2 separate regions of the Solanum lycopersicum genome follow, and region 1 is linked to region 2. Evidence: chromatin contacts called from public HiChIP or PLAC-seq data. All regions are on one chromosome and are shown on one strand. Each heading gives the region's core, a stretch centred on a gene start, on an enhancer-like site or on the middle of the called end of the contact. The rest is flanking DNA. Distances are from core to core; before and after follow the strand shown. Region 1 holds the start of LOC101257245 (serine/threonine-protein kinase Nek6-like). Region 2 has its middle 48 kb from the start of LOC138347504.

What was found. HiChIP or PLAC-seq counts read pairs in DNA pulled down with a chosen protein or histone mark.
Region 1: a contact with region 2 is called in an RNA polymerase II HiChIP or PLAC-seq map of leaf, with 4 times the contacts expected there. The contact joins the promoter of LOC101257245 here to the enhancer-like site in region 2. A contact is called at or near these places in 1 of 1 promoter capture datasets (leaf), 3 of 8 Hi-C or Micro-C datasets (leaf and leaf mesophyll) and 1 of 1 datasets of contacts at active chromatin or transcription factors (leaf).

Annotation. Positions count from the first base shown.
Region 1 is chr3:26,117,133-26,122,348 of SLM_r2.1, forward strand. LOC101257245 (serine/threonine-protein kinase Nek6-like) reads left to right here and starts at 1,973. Exons shown (of 13, transcript XM_004234742.5): 1 at 1,973-2,336; 2 at 2,926-2,992; 3 at 4,898-4,963; 4 at 5,080-5,126. The coding sequence starts at 2,218.
Region 2 is chr3:26,015,142-26,019,887 of SLM_r2.1, forward strand. No RefSeq gene overlaps it. Among protein-coding and RNA genes, the nearest start is that of LOC138347504, 48 kb to the left of the region's middle. Within about 2 kb of position 2,125, at least 2 of the 2 cell types and tissues checked have open chromatin away from gene starts, as enhancers often do. A contact at or near this core is called in leaf, where this site is marked.

The sequences.
Region 1 (5,216 bases), core at 723-3,222, 100 kb after region 2:
AATCTAAACTCATGTAAAAAATAAAAAAAATCAAGACACATAAAGTTCACACATGTCATTCAGTGAACTTAAAGAAAAATTAAATTCGTCATTTTAAGGAGTATATACTCCTTTTAATTTTAAAACATAAAACAATATTATTAATAATCTTTATATTTTTTATAAAAAAAAATGTGTATTGATTGATATAGGTACACGAGCGGAGGCCGTGCCCACAAATTATTATTATTTTTATTATAAGCGAGAATATCTTAACTTTAAAATAGGCTTATGATTCTACCCTTTTACTAATTTATATATTATTAAAAATAATTAATAAAATATTACTTAAATAACCATTATGTTTCTAGGTAGGATTAATTAACGAAATGTTTAATTTGTTTTTTATTCTAAAATAGAGTTCGATAGATGAAGTGTTTTGTAACAACAAAAGACAATAATTATATCCAAAATATCCTTTAACATTAAAGAACAAAAATGTCCTTTGAATTACCATACATCTTAATATAGCACATATTTAGATTTTAGTAAGAAACTTTACGTATTCTAACTTTAACCAATCTAATTCTCATAGACGTTATGTATATCATCAATTTTTAAATGACTCTTACAATTCCAAACTTGTAATTATAAATATCAAAATATTATCTTCAAAATCACTTTATATTTATGCATACACTTAGTTATTTCGATGTATAATTGTTGATGAATGATTATTGGTAGAGGTAATTACATTGGCATATTGTTCAGCACAATTACTTTTTGTTGATGCATACACTTTTTTATTCTAATGTATAATTATTGATGGATGATTGTTTATGAATGTAATTGTTCATCACAAATGCAATAAAAAAGAGATATATCTATTTATAGATATATCTATTTATGCTTTTGTCAGTTATTGAGGAAGTTCCTCTATTCTTATAAACTAGAACTATTTCTCTCTTTAATTTTTTGTTATTTAAAAGTTTTAGAATTCTTTAGCTATTTTGTTTTTTTAGTCTACTCTATTTCACTTTATTTCTGAATTCATTAACTAACTTGGTGTTACACTTTTTCTCTTTAATTAATTTTATGAATAACTATTTATACATATTGTAACTGTATTTAAATAATTTACAAATATTTATACTAAGTAGCGTGCAATACAAATATATTTTCTATTCTGAATTTCAATTTTTTAAATATGCATATATTTTTTAGTAGTTACAAAGGACAAACGTGCAACACACATTTTTAAGACTAGTAAAAATAATAAGTCCAAATCCTTAAAAATTACGTTTGGGGTCGTGGTATTCAATTATTCCATATAAGTGTATGATAGTGACATCATGGCTATGACCCATTTAGAAGATGTTCATTTTTTTCCTTGTGTGTGAAATGATCAATTAGAATACCCTTTATTGATTCTCGAATTGCAAGCAAAGGTCTTCAATTGGTCCCTCACTTGTTTTCCTATCAAAACTTTCCTCCATTTATATCACATAATACACGTACCATTCTATATATATATTTTTGGCTGAAAATTTGGTCAAAATGGTAAAATAACATATTTTACATTATGTTATTTTATTTTTCTAAATATTTTTATAATTTTAACTTTAATATCTCTCAATTTAAAAATAAAAAGAATTAAATTTATTTTAAAATAAAAAATATTATAGACTTTTAAAATTTTTAATCAAATTCTGATTAAATTTTCTGATTATTTAATATTATGACTATATCCCTTTCGGAAATTGTTTATTTTAGTTAGTGCTCATAATATTTTTAAACCAACATGGTGCGATATGACTAAATTTATTTCTACACCACTCATGTGTGACAAGGCTAAATACTTTTTCTTAGTCTTTTAATATGTGGATTATTAATGTTGAGACTAAGGAATTTATATAATTAATAATATATACTTTGGAAGGGGTAAAATTTGACTTTTCTAATTAAAAAATAAATTTGGGAATAGTTGAATTTTGTTGTGTTGCTAAAATTCCAAGCCCAACCAACCCTTTTCTTCCCTATGGGCCCTATTCTTTGTCTTCCTTTGTTTTTTTCTCTCTCACACCCACAAAGACACAGTTGTTGCAGCTTAACATCATTATAGTTTTATGCGAATTTATTCGAACAGCTTTATTTACTTCAATAATCCCTACTTTTTTCCACTTAATTTGAGACTAGAGATTTGGGTTTTGAAGTTTGTATCTTTGTTTTGAGGGTAGAATGGAGATACAGAATGGTAGCAGCAAGTCAAAGATTGATGATTATCAAGTGGTAGAGCAAATTGGAAGAGGAGCTTTTGGAACAGCATTTCTTGTTATGAATACCACTGATAATAAGAAGTAAGCAGCTATTTTCTCTCTCTTTCATCATAACAGTTACTATTTGCTTACCAAATCAGGATGTGGTAGATTTCTTTTTGGAGGTACCAGCTTCAATTTTTGCTGGGTAGGAGGAGCCTTTTTGTTTGTTTGTATTTTTCCTACTTTTGGTGCGCACCACACTCCTATGCAGTAGCTTGCGAACCCGTAGTAGGCAAGCTCATTGCGACAAGTTCGATCCAGAAGGTAAATTCCTTGGTTTTGTTGGCAAGGGGCTTCAAACTTGATGGATGTCCAAGCTTAAACCACTGGCCTCCCGAAGGGTCTTGGTTGGAGGAGCTTTGCTTTTCTGTCTCTGAATTAATAAAATGTCACTTAATTACCAAAAGAAAAGTCTTGAGATAATAAATGTTATGTGCTGATGAAGATCTTGAAAATAAAGTGATTTGTTGTGACCACAATTAATATTTTCTTGCATTTGCAGTGACATAATGATACAACTGTAAATGACCCTTTTCTTATTGAGTTAAAGCCCATGCCTAATACTGAACCCATTTCCTACAACATTCAAATTATTTAACTAACAAGTAATACAAATTCCTCCTTTTAGGTATGTTCTGAAGAAGATACCTTTAGCAAAGCAGAGAGACAAGTTCAAACGTACCGCACTTCAAGAGGTCACTTCAAATGCTTCATTATATTGTATTCTTTTAATCAATTTCTGAGCCTATATTACCTAGTTTTGATGTTAGCTTGATCAGAGACTTCAGCTTTTTACCAAATGCATGGGTACATAATTCAATGCTTAAACTGAGAAAACTAAAGTTAGGTTGCTTATTTTAATGACCCTCTTACATTTTACATCGGGAAGCTATACTAGACTAAAGCGTTGCATCATAATTAGTACCTAACTGAAGTTTATATCTATAATCAATAGTTTGTGTCTCTTATCCAATATTTTAACTGCCTGATTGAGGCCAATAAATCCATTGTCGTAAATTTTGTGCCTACTTCTTTCCTTGTCTGGGACAACCTCTCTACCTTTACATGGTAGGGGTAAGGCTACATACACACCACCTACCAAGACCCCACTTGTGGGATTAAACTGGGTATGTTGTTGTCTTTCATCGTCAGCCATCAATGTCCTTTCCTTACAATCCTTAATTTTGTTTCCAACTGCTGCATTTGCTTTCTATTATGAAATAAATATTCCACAAATTTAAGTTTAAGCATTTCCGTAACTTTAAATTGGTCTTCAGTCATGAATGTCCTTGAGACAAATTCCAGTTCACAATAGAAGGCAACTTTTTCTTAAAAATTAGAACTTATTTAATCTAGTCCTATAAAAATAAGAGCATTTTGAACAAATGCCAGGTCATTCATCATCACTCTCATATCACAGTACTGCTATTTCTTTTGGCATGTCGTTTTTCACCACTTTACTCTTGTACATTTGAAAGAATAGTGCTTCAATTCAACCCTTCTTTGTATGGGCAATCTTCCTTAGTAGTTTAATAATGATGATTAGACGAATGGTTAAGTATATTGGTGAAAATCTTCAATGATATCCCCAACGGGTTCTGTGACCTCTGTGTTGGAAACCACTAATTGAAACTGTAAATATGGATTAATATTTCTTGGCATCTTCTCAACAGGATGAAGTATGGATCAATGTCCTAGATTAACTATGGATGAAGTTGAAGTAGAAATAGAACTTCCAAATTACTTATTTGTTTTTTTGTTACTTGATTAGTAGATCCTTTGGTAACAAGAGATACATAAGGAAAAATAAAATAACTGAAGGTAACTAATGGAATTCCAAAGGTGGCATGAGCTGATAATTTGGGTTGCAAGAGAAGTAATATTGGAATTTAGAATTTTTGATAGAGAAAAAACGTAGAGAACTATTGTGAGTGTGACTATACAAACCAAAATCTTATAGCACAAGTTTGCAAACTTCTGAACTTAGTTGACTGAAACTCTTAGATTGTATAAGTATCTGTGATTTTTTCTACTTGTTGAACTTGTAAGAAATGCTAAAATCAGTTTTTTTATTTTTTTATTTAGGTGACTGCTCCTAAAAAAATTTTGTGAAGAACTTTATACGCCCCTATGGGTCAAATATATATTCCCTTTTCTCTTATTATGTGGTCATTATCCTGTCAAAGATGGGATGACCTTTAATAAGAAAACCTTCTGCCGCAGCCTTAGATTCTCTTGAGTTTATGGTAGCAAATAGAGAGTGCTGCATTGCAGTCAAAAAAGTTATGCAGTTGATAAGTTAACTATTGTCTTACCCTGTACTTCCTATTTGAGATTTATTACTATTAATAATAAAATAAGCCATGAAGGACTTCGCCTGGTGGTATATTAGCTTAAAAAGTATACTTTTACATTTACCTATCGAAAAAATTGAGTCTTACCTTTGAAACCACACATGTTCAGCTTCTCTTATTATTTAGTATTCTCATCAAGAGTCAGGCCACGTAAAATGGAATGATACTATGTTGAGTATATAGGTTTGCATAATGTTAAGCTAATTAATATCTGATGATATCTGTGTATGTATTACACTATGGCAGATGGATTTGATAGCTAAGTTAAGCCATCCATATATCGTGGAGTACAAGGATGCTTGGGTCGAGAAGGTATTATGTTATTCAGTTTCTAGAACAGGATTTGGAATTGAAATAATTATCCTTCACTTGAGCAAAATTCTATATCGAGTTGCCTCAATACAGGGTTGACTTTGTTTTCCTTTCAGGGGAACTGGATATGCATCGTTACCAACTATTGTGAAGGTGGAGATATGTGAGTGGTTATCCTAGACTTGCTAGCATTTTAATACTTTCCTTATTGACATTTTAATTTTACGTTTCTCCTTAAAGATGGTCAAAACAT
Region 2 (4,746 bases), core at 875-3,374:
TTTTTATTTCAAAATATAGTATTTCTCAAACAAAATAAGATACATAAATAATATTGTATCATACACTAATTTTTTAGTTATGATAAGTAAATTTAAATTTATACAAATTTTATCTGATAATAATAGTTACCAAACAATAATGTATTGGTCTCAAACTTAAAATCTTATGGACAACACTTTCTTATTTAATATATCTAGTTGAAACACAACACTTATCAATTGAAATTGAAAATATCTTCATGATCTCAAACAAAATAAGATACATCAGTAATAATATATCATTCACTAACTTTTTAGTTATGATACGTAAATTCAAATTTATATTAAATGTTTCTAATACATAACAATTATCAAATAATAATGTATCTATCTCAAAACTATAATCTTATGGGCTACACTTTCTTATTTAAAATATCTAGTAGAAATACCATACTTATCAATTTATATTGAAGGATCTTCATAATGAATCTTTCAAAAAATTTTGATAATTTTGAATCAAAATTGAAAGAATCTTCAATGAACTAGGAAAATAATTCTGAAACTCAAAATTTTCAAAAATTTTGAATCAAAACTGAAGGATCTTCAATGAACTAGATAAGAATTTCATATATAAAAAATTTTGACAATCTTGAATCAAAATCGAAGGGATATCGATGAACTTGAAGATTACCAAAAAAATCGTTTGTCAAACAACAATTCCATCACTTTCTTTATCGTTCATACCTCACCCTTGTTAGATTTACCAAAGAAATCGTTTGTCAAACAACAATTCCATCACTTTCTTTATCGTTCATAACTCATCCTGGTCATCCAAAAATTCGACAAAATTTTATGAAATAGAGAGAACAATGAACAATAAGAAAAAATATAATTTTTGAATATTTTAATTTGCTACACTATAGGATTTTGAATTATTGAAAATAATTTAGAATGGAATAGCGTAACTTATGGAATATTGATTTGATTTTCAATTTTTTCCCCTTTATTAAAGTGCAAAAGATGTATACTATGAGATCTTAATTTGATTTTTTAATTTTTATTTTTCTTAATAAGTGCAACAGATTGATACATAATGTACCAACAATAATGTATTCGGATCCTTAATTATATCTCTGAAATACCTAAAAAAAATATGAAATTTATATAATTAGAAAATTAATAGGGATAATAAATTATGGGAAAATTGTATATAATATCAAACTAATAACCTAAATTAAATGGAATAACTAGGGTTTGATTTAATTGTGCTCCATAACAAACATTAGCTAAAATTTGCCAGCGTCTCTCTCCCAAAAATCTCGCTCGCCACTCTCCATTCTTGCTCGCCTCTCTCGCTTTATACACAGAAGTGTATAATTCTATTTCTGTTTTGTATAAAGCGAGAGAAAATTGTATATACACATGCAAAAATGTATATCTTCGTGTTATACACTTAATTATACAATTTACAAACATTTTACTTCAAATATTGGAGAGAAAAAGGCCAACGGATTATACAATTGCGAATTATACAATTGCAGTGAAATACAATTTTCTCTAGCTTTATACAACAGAAGTGTATATATATTGTGTTTCTGTTTTTGTATAAAGCGAGAAAAACATATATCTTCTTGCTATACACTTATAATTATGCAATATACATACATTTTAATTCGATTCAACTGTATGCAAAACAAATTATACAATTGCAGCGAAATAGGCCAGCGAATTATACAATTGTATATGTATAGCAAATTATACAGTTTTATGTTTGCTATGGAGCGCAATTATGCAAAGTTTGTTATAGCATACAAATATGAACTTTTTGTTTGCTATATGTGAAAATTGCCCATAAATTATTGATTAATTTAATAAACTTGATAAATATTATTAAAAATCTCAAAATAATACAATAGGCAAGTAATAACGAAATATCTTAAACTATGTTTCTGTCGTAGCCATTATCAAGTTATGGAGCAGAGTAATTGGCAAATTAGAAAATCCAAACTTTTCATATGCATATTTATTGTGTCACTCTTTTAAGGAAATTTCTTAATATATTGATTGAGAATGATAGAGACCCCACTATGATAATTATATTCCACCGACGAATTGAACTCATTATCCGCACAAATATAAAGCTATTCAAACTTGCAAAAATAGGAAAAAGACATTCAATCAAGCAACAAATGTCGGAAGATATAGGCCAAACAGCTTCTTTTTTTTGGGGGGGGGGGGGGGGGGTCACTATATTTTAGTAGCTGATTTCATCTTTACTTGTTCGTTATACTATTTTGATATATTTAACAATATATGTTTAATTTATATAATTAATGAAAAAATTTGCATAGTATATTTATTTTATTCTTATTATTAAATACTATTTATTTTTCAAAGCTAAGATTGACTTATATTAAATTAAGGGTAATTTGATAAATTAATTATATTATTTACTTCTTCTAAAAAGTTAACAGTGGGCATTATTATTGAATAAAAGAAATGTGTTATTTTTTATTTTATTTTTGTTGGTCGAGTTGGTAGTTCGAAAAGTGAAACTCTACCCCAACCCCCCAATAATTTCAATTGATTGAATATATCAATACACAAAGTACATATTTTCTTGCCCTTTGCAGACTCCCCAACCCTAAACGTATACAACTTCTTCACCACTTGAAGAAGCTTTCAACACAACTCAAATCGAAAAGCACATATAAATCTCCATCAAGTATAGTATATGTGTCCAATTAAAGGTGAATCAAATAACTAAATTGATGGAATTAATGTTTTTTCCTCTGTTTTTGGTTAATTAAAGACAATAACTAGGTTTGTTTGCATGTTAAATAATTGAGACAGTAGCCACTGAAATATAATATTTCATCCATTCCAAAATTATACTATCTTTGTTCAACAATAATCGTATATTATTGACTTGGCATACCTCTTATAAAAACTATAAATAAAAGGGTAATTTTATTGTATTACTATTTGAATATAATAAATAAAATGTCTTGAAAAATATACTCTCTCCATCTCAAATTAATTGAATTGTTGAAACATTTTAATTTTTCAAATTAACTTAATATTGTTTAGTCTTCAAGATTACTTTTAGAGTATGCTTTCAATTTACCCTTCATTGGTTAGTATTTGAATTAGTTATTATAATAAATATTTAGTTATTTTAATAATAAATTTGACAATAATTAATAAGGATATAAATGAAAAGTCATGTCTCATGTATGTCTTAATCTTCTTTTTTTAAAGGGTGTGAATGAAACAGGAAATGACTACAATTAATTTTAAGGGTAAATTATAAACTAAGTGTAAAATTATCCATAAATTTCATAAAGTAGATAAATATTGTTGGACATCTATTTTTAATATAGTAGTCTTCATAGACGGATGGAGTAAGTGTTATCTTACAACAACTAAAACAAATCTCAAAATAAGTCATACTATATAAATTGAAGAAAATTGATTAGTACTCCATTAATTTTTTAAAAATAATCTACTTTCATTTTAGTCATTTAAAAAAGAATATTCCTTTTTTTCTTTTGGATACACTTTAATTAATTTTACTTTTCTATGTGGCATGTTAAATATCACAAAAATAAAGAGAACTATGGTACATTTGACATAACTTTAGCTTAAGATCATGAGATTGAATTTTTTTTTAAAACTCGGTATCAAATAAAATTAGGTCACTCTTTTTAAAATGAAAGGAATACATTTTTTTTTTGGAAATGCATAAGTATCCCCCAACCTATGTCCGAAATCTCAGAGACACACTTATACTATACTAAAGTCCTATTAACCCCTTGAATTTATTGTATAAATAATTTTCTACCGCGACCTACGTGACACTAGCTTAAAAAAAATATCAACACGTGTCGGGCCCACAAGATAGGTTGAGCATTCTTCATATAGTACTCTTTCCATCCCGTAGCGATTAGGGGTGTTCATGGTTTGGATGAAAATCGATCCAAACTGAACCAAATCGAATAAATAAATCAATTTAATTTGAATTTTCATTTGGTTTGGTTTCAGATTATTAAGAACTGATAGTATTTGATTGTTTATGACTTTTTTCAGAAAAAAAACGAAGAATTAACCAAACAAAACCAAATCAACAAGTTATATACATAAATTTTATTATTATACATACATAGTATTTATATTTATAAACAATTGTAAATTTTTTATATATGTTCCATCAAAATATTTTTATAATTTATTTATAAAAAAAAGTCTAAGATGAGAACATCTTTCTTATTGGTTACATGTATATGAGTGTCTATGAAAATCTTTGTGGGACTGAATTTGTCATTTTCTCTTCCTTTGAATGCCAAAATAATGAATTGAAGTTTTATTCAGTAAATTTGATGATTGAAAGTTCTGTAATGACGTTCATTCTAACTATTTTTTCGTTTGAATGATTGTTGTCACTTCTTTCACGTTTTGAATAAATAGTTTCTTTTATTTTTATGTATGCTCAATAACTAAATAACCAAACAAAACCAAATCAAAATTGAAAACAACTAAACCGATAAATGTACATTATATTTGGTTTAGTTTGATTTTGATAATTTTAAAACCGATTAAATTGATTTGATTTTAATTTTGATCAATAATTAACCCAAACCAACCCGTGAACATCCCTAGTAGCGATAAAGATGTTGTTTTTGAAAAATCTTCAAGCTTAAGTAAATCAAACCTAAATTAAAAATAATGAAAAAAGCATAATGGCTAATACCAAAAACAGTGTAGAGC